Regions from separate parts of the Sus scrofa genome. Here all the other regions are linked to region 2. A link is a contact called in public targeted proximity ligation data. All regions are on one chromosome and are shown on one strand. The core of a region is the stretch at or near the end of the contact, and the rest is flanking DNA. Distances in the headings are between cores, read along the strand shown. Region 1 has its middle 340 kb from the start of ID2. Region 2 has its middle 23 kb from the start of ID2. Region 3 has its middle 300 kb from the start of ID2.

Region 1 (3,287 bases), core at 171-2,670, 360 kb before region 2:
GACATGGTCCATTTTGAAAGCCCACTGTGGTGGGTAAACTCTAAACTCTGGAAATGGGCAGAGGGGAGCAGGATCTGATGAAAGTTTGAGGGCGCTAGACAAGCTGAAATAAGTCCAGATTTGGTCATCCCTGGCTTCTGATCCAGGGTCTGCTACTCACAGCTGTGTGATATATGGCAAGCTGCTTAACCTCTCTGTGCTTCAATTGCTTTATGTAAGAAATGTTTTAAAAAAACTCATTGTAAGGATAATCATTACATGAGATAATTATGAAGTGTCTGGCGCAAAAGTGGAACCATAAGCATGGGTACTTTGCTAGATCCTTGTCTCAAAGTATATTCAAAGATTTTTTTAAAATTATTTTAGCCAGTAGTTCCCCTTGGGGCTCAGCGGTAACGAACCCGACTAGTATCCATGAGGATGCAGGTTCAATCTCTGGCTTCACTCAGCATTGCCATGAGTTGTAGTGTAGGTCACAGATGAGGCTTGGATCTGGCATTGCTGTGGCTGTGGTGTAAGCTGGCAACGGCAGCTCTGATTGGACCCCTAGCCTGAGAACTTCCATATGCCACAGGTGCAGCCCTAAAAAGATAAAAAAATAAAAATAAAAAAAGTATTTCAGCCAGTTGTGAAAGAGCTACTTTTGGGAAGGACGAACAATGCTATCTGTGTCCAATTTACTAAAATAGAAGTAAAATTCCAAGTAGTTTTCCTCACACTGCTGCACGAGGCAGGCTGGCAATCTTTATTTACATGAGCCGTGGTCCAGTACTCAATACCGTGTAGTAACCTCTGTGGGGAAAAAATACGAAAGGGATCGTGTGTGTGTATAACATTTACTTGCTGGTACACCTGAAACTAACACAACTTTGTACGTCAAAGATACTCCAATAAATTTTTTTGTCTTTGTTTTTTAAGGGCCATACCCAAGGTGTATAGAAGTTCCCAGGCAAGGGGTCCAATCGGAGCTGTAGCTGCCAGCCTATACCACAGCCACAGCAACGCCAGATCCGAGCAGGGTCTGTGACCTAAACCACACTGCCATGAGCTGTGGTTGTGGCTGTGGAGAAGGCCGGCAGCTACAGCTCTGATGAGACCCCTAGCCTAGGAACCTCCATATGCCGCGAGTGTGGCCCTAGAAAAGACAAAAAATAAAAATAAAAAATAAATAAAGATATCAGCAAAAAGCACAGGTATTCTCCCACGGGCTTATAGCCAAGCCAGCTGATAAGCAGGAACTCTGAAGGTTTAAATGAAAAGTCTCCTTGACACTCAGGAAAATATAACTTCCTCCAAAGCTGGTAGAGAAACGCAGGTGCATCTGCTTCATCCAGAAACCCTGCCACTTACAGAAAGAGCATTTCACATCGCTCGAGGCCAGGACATGACTCCCTGGAACACCCACGCCCGGGCCAAGACTTAGGGACGTGACTCATCCCGACTGAACAAGGCAATTTTCTGTGGGGAATACGTGTCTCCAGCCCAGATGTTAGCCAAGTTCTGCTTAATGAAGTAAAGTTCTGTGAGCCTGAACACGTACTGGCAAATGCTTTCAGTTCTCCTTTAAAAACAGTGGGAAACGGCATGATGGATGCGGGGGGCGGGGGCGGGGAGTGTACAGTTGCACCCTCACTTGCCTGGAAGGCAGTGGGTGAATTTCAATGATTTGCACAAAGATCACAGGTCAGGAAGTCACCATTAACTTTAGGCAAGGATTCTACCCTTCCCAAAAAGGTCAGTTTAATTCAAAAGGTGTTTATTAATCATCTACCATGTATAAGAAGGTTCTAAAAAGATGTTTGGGGCTGCCAGGTGGGAAGGCAGGAAGTTGCTATAAAAGGAAATCGACAGAAATGTCAATGAAAGCTCTTCTTCCCTGATAAGCCTTCAATTTTATACGAAAATCTGCCATAGCAACCATGATACGAGGTAGAATACACATGAGCTCAGGAAAGGTTTAAGACACTTTCCGCAGACAGGTAGAAGAAGAAATGATTTAATTCTCACTAGAGAATTCATAGGCACTAGTTTATAAATAATGCCCCCACACACCCTTCATGAATTAAACTAATGCATGATTGCAAACGTATAAGTTGCATACAACTTTTTCAGGCAACAGCTTACCTGCTTAAAACAAAGTATCGATTTACCAGATGTTAGACAGTGAATTATGTTCCCCTCAAAAGATATGTGGGAGTCCTAACCCCTAGGGCCTCAGAATGGGACTTTATTTGGAAATAGGATCTTTACAGATGCCATCGAGTTACAAAGGTTACTAGAGTGGACGCCAACCCAATGTGACTGTGTCTTTATAAAAAGGGGAAATCTGGGCAGGTACAGAAATGCACAGAGGGAAGATTAAGTCCAAAGACACGGGGAGGCGTTCTTGTGGCTCAGCAGGTTAAGGACCTGACCTTGTCTCTGTGAGGATGCGAGTTCCATCCCCGGCCTCGCTCAGCGGGTTAAGGAGCCAGCATTGCTGCAAGCTGCAGTGTAGGTTGCAGATGCCTCTTGGACCCAGTGTGGCTGTGGCTGTGGTGTAGGCCGGCAGCTGAAGCTCCAGTTGGACCCCCCCCTAGCCTGGGAACGTCCATAAGCCATAAGTGTGGCCCTAAAAAAAAGGGGGGGGGATGAAGCTTCTGTAAGTAAGGAAGTGCCAAAGATCCAGGCAAGCACCAGGAGGTGGGAGCAGCCTGTGACACATCCTCCTCACATCCTTCTGAAGGAACCAAACCCACTGACCCATTGATCTCAGACTCCCAGCCTCCAGAACAGAGACAGGATATGAAGGCCCTAGGACACCAACACACCAGGTTTGCCATGGGGAGGACACTCTCCCAGGGCCTGGAGTCTAGACACATATTCTCCAAAGATGTGCCTGGAGACTCACAGAGGTTCAGGAAGAACGTTCTACGGCTTTTATGTATCTCGTTAGTTTCAGGCTTCTAATTTGCCATATTGTTTCCGCCATACCCGCGGCATGCAGAAGTTCCCAGGCCAGGGATCGAACCTGGGCCACAGCCATGACAACACCAAATCTTTAACCACTGCCCACTAGAGAACTCCTTTTTTGCCATGTGTTTCAAAAGCGTTAACTATTACCCAAGGAAATAGCATATATCTTATAAATAAACAATTATATGTATATAGGATCCTTTGTTCAAAAATAATTTCCTGAGAGTGATACACAGGTTTAAAACTATGCAGCTGTTAAAAGTCATTTTAAAAATCCAGGTAATAATAGAAAGAAAGAGAAATCTGCTTCCCCTAAATTTCTCATGGGTGAA
Region 2 (3,227 bases), core at 189-2,688:
AATAGAATATAAAGAAAATACGTACAGTGCTATTTCAGATTGTAACCTAACACCGAGCACCTCCCATGGTGATACAGTCTAAGGCCGACCACAGAACGGCCACTATAGGAAAGACGATAGGACTGCAAATAAAGTGAATATATCCAATTTATGTACAAACTTTAATGTAATGGCCTAATCCATGAGTAATAATGGGACAAAGGACACTAAAAAGAAGTCATTAGATTATTAAGCAAAAATTGAACATTGTTCCAAAATAACTATAGGAACAAAGATATTTGATGTTTAAAAAAATGATTTTTCCCTATAAATATAATTTACACGGGCTCTAGACTTTTCTTTCTACAGATGTGCCTGCGGCATATGGAAGTTCCTGGGCTAAGGTTTGATATGGAGCTTCAGCTGCCAGCCTACATGGCAGCCACAGCAACACCGGATCCAAGCCACATCTGTGACCTACACTTCAGCTTGTGGCAACACCAAATCCTTAACCCACTTAGCAAGGCCATGGACTGAGCTGGCATCCGCATGGACACTATGTCTGGTTCTTAACCAACTGAGCCACAATGGAGTTGTTAAAAGACTTTTTTCCTTTGCAGCAACATGGATGGAACTAGAGACTCTCATCCTGAGTGAAGAATGTCACAAAAAGAAAGACAAATACCACGTGATATCACTTATATCTGGATCTAATACATGGCACAAAGGAAGCTTTCCACAGAAAAGAAACTCATGGACGTGGAGAACAGACTTGTGGTTGCCAAGGGGGAGGGGGAGGGAGTGGGATGGACGGGGAACTTGGGGTTCATAGATGCAGACTATTGCCTTTGGAATGGATTAGCAATGAGATCCTGCTGTGTAGCGCTGGGAACTATGTCTCGTCACTTAGGATTTTAGGGGAAGGTAGTTTTCACTCAGCCAGTTCTCATATATCTGAGAAACTTCCAAGTTTCTTTCTTTTTTGTCTTTTCAGAGCCTCACCTGCAGCATATGCAAGTTCCCAGGCTAGTGGGCGAATCAGAATGTAGCTGCCAGCCTATACCACAGCCACAGCAACCCCAGATCTGAGTAGCATCTCAGATGATGGAGCAGGATAATGTGAGAAGAAAGAATGTACACATGTATGTGTGACTGGGTCACCGTGCTGTACAGTGGAAAACTGAAAGAACACTGTAAACCAGCTATAATGAAAAAAATTTAAAAAAACAAAAGGCTTTTTTCTTAAACCCTAAACCCTATTTTAAAACAAGTAGACAATGATGATGATATAGCAAATAAAGCTATAATGAAACTGTGTCTTGGGGAGTTCCCCAGTGGCTCAGCAGGCTGAGGATCTGGCACAGGTTCAATCCCTGGCCTGTAACTTCCACACGCTGCGGGAGTGGCCCAGAAAAAAAATAAAGTAAATGCTGACTCACCCCTATGTAGCTAAAGAAAATAAAGATAAATGTAATAGAGAGCACGGATGTTCTGGAGCTCCAGTGCCTGGGCCTGAATCCGGGCGCTGCCACTTAGTAGCTGTGTGACCATAGGAAATTACTTAATCTCTGTGTCATCTGAGAGCTAAGGATAACAGTAATTAATTCACGAGGTTATTGTGCAGACTAAATTAGCTAACACACGTAGAGATCTTAGAACAATGTCGGACACATAATGTGCTCAATAAATGTTAAACTATTTTCATTAGAATAAATGCATAACAATACTTTATCCAAAATGAATACACAATAACTTTTAAAAGAAATATTTAACATAAAATGTTGAATTTGAGGATCCGTTGAATATACCACCACGAGTCCACGACGATTGCTAAAGATACAGCTCAACATGGCCTTGCCGTGTGTTAAAATAACACCATGTTTCACCACTCCAAGCAAGACTCCCTCCACTGTACCGAGGGGCAAATGCTGCCGTGGATGCCAGCGATGGTAAGAGACTCCAGAAAACCACGCATCTCGGGACTGACAAAATGTCAAGGGACAAAACTGAGACGTGGGCAGTAGAGTTACTGCAGACGTGCTGCCTTAAAAGCAAGACGGTAAACTTGAAGTCTGATTTTCTGCCTTCTGGGAGGGGAGACATACTTCCCAGAGGAGCGGCCACTGATATAAGTTTAGCCTCTCACTCACTCTCTTTTTTCCCTCTTCTGGCCACCCCGGGGCATACGGAGGTCCCGGGCCGGGATAAGATCCTTGCCGCAGCTGGGACCTACGCAAACTGTGCCGGGCCTGCTGCAGAGACGCCGCCAGCCCCACTGTGCCACGGCTAGGTTTGGCTCCTCTTCAACTACCAATCCCCGCACTGGGAGCCAGAGCCTCCCAGGACCACATCCTGCCATGTCTGCCAGGCACAAGGAAAGCCACCAAGAGTCCTGTTGTCACTGTCCCAGGAGAAAGAAAGGCGAAAGAATAGATGCAACAGAAAGACTGTATTTATAATCAGATTCCGGCTGGTCTGAGAGTCTGGGGATAGAGAAAGGACCCCCGAGGGTTGAGAATATTTACTCTTTTTCCCATTCTTCATCTTGTTTAATTCTCCCCGCCACCTGTTCCATATTAGAAACCTGTGGGAGTTCCCAATGTGGCTTAATGGTAATGAACCCGACTAGCGTCCTTGAGGACATGGGTTCGATCCCTGGCCTCGCTCAGAGAGTTAAGGATCTGTAGGTCACAGATGCTACTCAGATCTGGGGTTGCTGTGGCTGTGGTATATAGGCTGGCAGCTACATTCTGATTTGCCCACTAGCCTGGGAACTTGCATATGCTGCAGGTGAGGCCCTGAAAAGACAAAAAAGAAAGAAAGAAACTTGGAAGTTTCTCAGATATATGAGAACTGGCTGAGTGAAAACTACCTTCCCCTAAAATCCTAAAATCTTCCAAGTTAGATGTTATGATTTTAACAGACTTCCCTACCAGAATGAAAACTGCATGCACGGCAAAATTTTAGAGAGATGTCATTTAAAAAAAAAAAAAAAATTCTGCTGCTCAAGTTGAAAGCCAGATGAGTTGCAGCCTTGACTCCGCCATGGATGGACCACCCGTGTCAAGGCCCTGGGTGGGAAGATGCCTGTGTGCTACCAGAATGTTCGCTCTTCCTCCAGGGCATACAGGTCCCCGCATTCCCAGGTCCCTTGCAGTTCAGCACGACCAGGTGACTTAGGAAGGGCAATGGGATGGGCAGACACCACTTCCGGGCCTGGACGATACAAAATTCATCCCTATGCGTGG
Region 3 (3,222 bases), core at 592-3,091, 320 kb before region 2:
AGCATTTGCCCTCAAATGGAAAAGTGAGGTGACATGTGAGGTGGACAGGGGGCTCAAAGAACCTTTGATGCACAAAGTCTTACTTGGCAAGGAGGATGTGGGGGGAGGGGAGGAAGGGGCACTTTCGTGGCTTTGTGTAACTATTCCCCAAGAGAAAGAAAACGCTATTTTTTCCCAACAAATCTGATGTCCTTGTGCCCTACTGCCCTCGTTGAGATCAGTTACAAAGAAAACCTTCCCCAAGGTGATCTGGGCCTTTGGCTCTCCCTTCAAACTGTTCTGCAGAATGCTTTTGATGTGTCCATCCTAGCTCCCTGGATTCGTTTTCCTTGGCTCAGTTGACGGTCAAGTAGTTTGAAAAGTAGTGTCTTTCTTAAGTGGCCCTTTTCAAGGAGTTTCTCACTGATGTAGATGTTGCAGCATCAAGCTGTTTGCATATTTATAAAATGTCACTTCAGTCATGGGACTGCTCCTGAGGCTGACAGTAGGGCAGGGGGATTGCTGTCTCAGGGTTTTGCCCACTAGTGGGGGGTGTGAGGGGTTCATCTAAAGGCAGAATAGACACAAAGGCGGGAAAGGGGGGCCTCTTTTACTTACTCATTCACAAGTCCGTTATTTCACAAGTGCAGAAGGAGCCCCACCTCTGGGCTAAGTTCTGTTCAACAGAAGCATCAAGATGCTTGCAGAAGGAAAGGAAAGGCAGACACAGGTAAGTTACCAGAGATGAACCCTACGAGGAAGGTATGCACTTGGGTTCTTCTGAGTCCTTTTTCTCTAAAAGGTGGGGAGTCATCTAGAATGTATTGAAAGGAAAAAACTTAATTTACAATATCTGCCAGACTCCCTGGTATAAATATTCCCACTGAATAACAGCAAATTTCAAGTTCCCAGGGTGGCCTCTCTGAACGCAGAGTGAGGAAGGCGCGTGGTTGGTGGCACACCCTTATGCCCACTATGCAGGTGCAAGGGACATAACTACCCCTCGCTCAGTGAGTTAAGGAACCAGCATTGCTGCAGGCTGCAGTGTAGGTTACAGATAAGACTCAGATCTGACATTGCTGTGGCACAGGCTGGATACTATAGCTCCAATTCAACCCCTAGTCCAGAAACTTCCATCTGCTGCAAGTGCAGCCATTAAAAAAGAAAAGAAGAGAAAAGAAAAGAAGAGACGAGAAAAGAAAAAAGAGAAGAGAAGAAAAGAAAAGAAAAGAAAAGAAAAGAAAAGAAAAGAAAAGAAAAGAAAAAAGAAAAGAAAAAAGAAATACTCAGACACAGCAAAAATAGGAAGCATTCACCTGTGGTTTCCTTAGAGCTGTGATAACTGCTTGCTCTAAATCATCCACTCCTTGTGGGAATTGGTTAGGTCTCAGGATTTAGCTCTAGGCTGTCATCAAGTATCCAGTCCCCCTTCTCCCCTGTAACAGAACCTCAGTATTGCTTACGTCCCATCTCAAAGGACAACGTGTACCAGCCCCTCTGCATCCAGGCGTGGTCCTCTGAGCTCCCACCAAGAATGAGCAAGATGTAGTGTGATTTAGGGGGGGTGGAAGAGCTTCCAGAAAGGCAGCTTAATAGAAGTGGAAGGGAGGGAGGGGCTGCCTTTCATCCTCTTCCTCTTCTCTGCCCTCTGAAATACGGATGTGATCTCCCCAACGCCCACTGATAACTTGACCATGAGGTCAGCATGAAATTTAAGCAAACCACCAGCTGGGGTAGTGGAAAAAAAAGAGAGAAGGAGCCTGGGTCCCTGGTGGACGTGGAGCAGCCAGCCCAACCCTCAGCTGCAGGCACCCACTCCTTTGGGACAAGAGAGAAACATCTCTTAGCTCACTCACGCCACGCCATGGTGAGTCAGAGTGCTCTGTGATAAGAAGCCAAACCCATCCAAACCAGTGCCAGTGCCGCCCTCCTCCTCTGCAGGGCAGAAACAAAGGGTCATCAGAAACTCATAGTTTATCTGAAGGCAGCACTCCTGCTGTTCTTCCATCAATTCATCCAAGGACTGTTTGCTGAGGTTCTGTTTACTAAGCATCCCAGAGGCATTTCTGTTCCTAAGGTTCCCAATGCAGTTTAGGATGGAAGATAAAACCCAACTTTATCCCAACATAAGGCAACAGGTCCCAAGCAGGTGAATCTCACCGGATGGAAGTCAGCCAGTGTCAAAGTCTCAGAACTGGACACTATGTGGTCTTTCCTTCCTCTTGAAGGGCTCAGGATAGAAACCTGGAAGAGCTGTGACAGAGAGGCGAGTGCGCGCACGCGTGTGTGTGTGTGCGCGTGCGCGTGTGTGTTAGGGGAAGGGAGAGAGAGAGATACAGAAGAAAAGTGCGAGACTGCAGAGAAATGCAACTGAATTAGCATCAAAAGCACCATGACTCTTATTAACACATTTAAACACTAACTCATCTGCACTGAAAGGTTGTTAAAACTCTAGCCGTCATAGCGAAAAACGTAGCATAACAGCTCAACTCCGTATAATTTTATTCTCTTCCATAAAAACGAAATGTTGAGTGAATAACTAAAAGTGACTGGGTTTATGTTTATGTAAGACTTTTCACATAATTAGACTCACCAATCTGTACACTTCATTTTCAGCAGAGCCTCCGGTTTGGGTGTCGAAAGAGGAATCACCTTAATCTCAAGATAGACCCATCGAATTCTGGGAAACGCCTGAAAATAACTGGGAATCTCCCCAGAAAAAAAGACGTCTCTTTTTGATGATACTTATTCACAAACTCATATATCTGAGTAAGGATTGTTCGAAAATAATATTGCCTCTCAAGAAGAAAACCCTCTAACCACACGTGTAGGTCAGCGTTGGTGATCGGCAAGATCACACACTTTGCCCTGAAAGTCCACCGTCTTTTTCAAGAGCACGTTAATGACCTCTGCCTGTGAGAGTGTGAGGCGCACAGTCTTTTTTTCCAAAAATCAAAAATGACAATAATGAAACCAGGCAGCTGCTGCCCCCAGGAATATAACAACCTCTCCCCGCTCCCTGGAATTTGCCGGAATCACCCTGCTTGAGCTCATCTCATTCAAATGAGTGGATCCCTCCCCCTGCCCCAGCAATCTGGGTGAGTTTCCCATCTATTAGCTGAATTATTCAGATGTTTTCCCACAACGGCGCTAGCAGTGCTCATATAACTAGTTTCTAAATCAACAGTGAATTACATTATTGACAATCTGAGCAGATTAATTAAGAAATCTGTCAGGAATGAC

The links.
Region 1: a targeted proximity ligation map of alveolar macrophages shows a contact between it and region 2. A contact is called at or near these places in 2 of 47 Hi-C or Micro-C datasets (embryonic fibroblasts and retroperitoneal adipose tissue) and 1 of 2 datasets of targeted methods (alveolar macrophages).
Region 3: a contact with region 2 is called in a targeted proximity ligation map of alveolar macrophages. A contact is called at or near these places in 1 of 5 promoter capture datasets (liver), 14 of 47 Hi-C or Micro-C datasets (embryonic fibroblasts, epiblast stem cells, fibroblasts and 8 more) and 1 of 2 datasets of targeted methods (alveolar macrophages).

What each region holds. Positions count from the first base shown.
Region 1 is chr3:127,839,409-127,842,695 of Sscrofa11.1, reverse strand. No RefSeq gene overlaps it. Among named protein-coding and RNA genes, the nearest start is that of ID2, 340 kb to the right of the region's middle.
Region 2 is chr3:127,478,887-127,482,113 of Sscrofa11.1, reverse strand. No RefSeq gene overlaps it. Among named protein-coding and RNA genes, the nearest start is that of ID2, 23 kb to the left of the region's middle.
Region 3 is chr3:127,802,895-127,806,116 of Sscrofa11.1, reverse strand. No RefSeq gene overlaps it. Among named protein-coding and RNA genes, the nearest start is that of ID2, 300 kb to the right of the region's middle.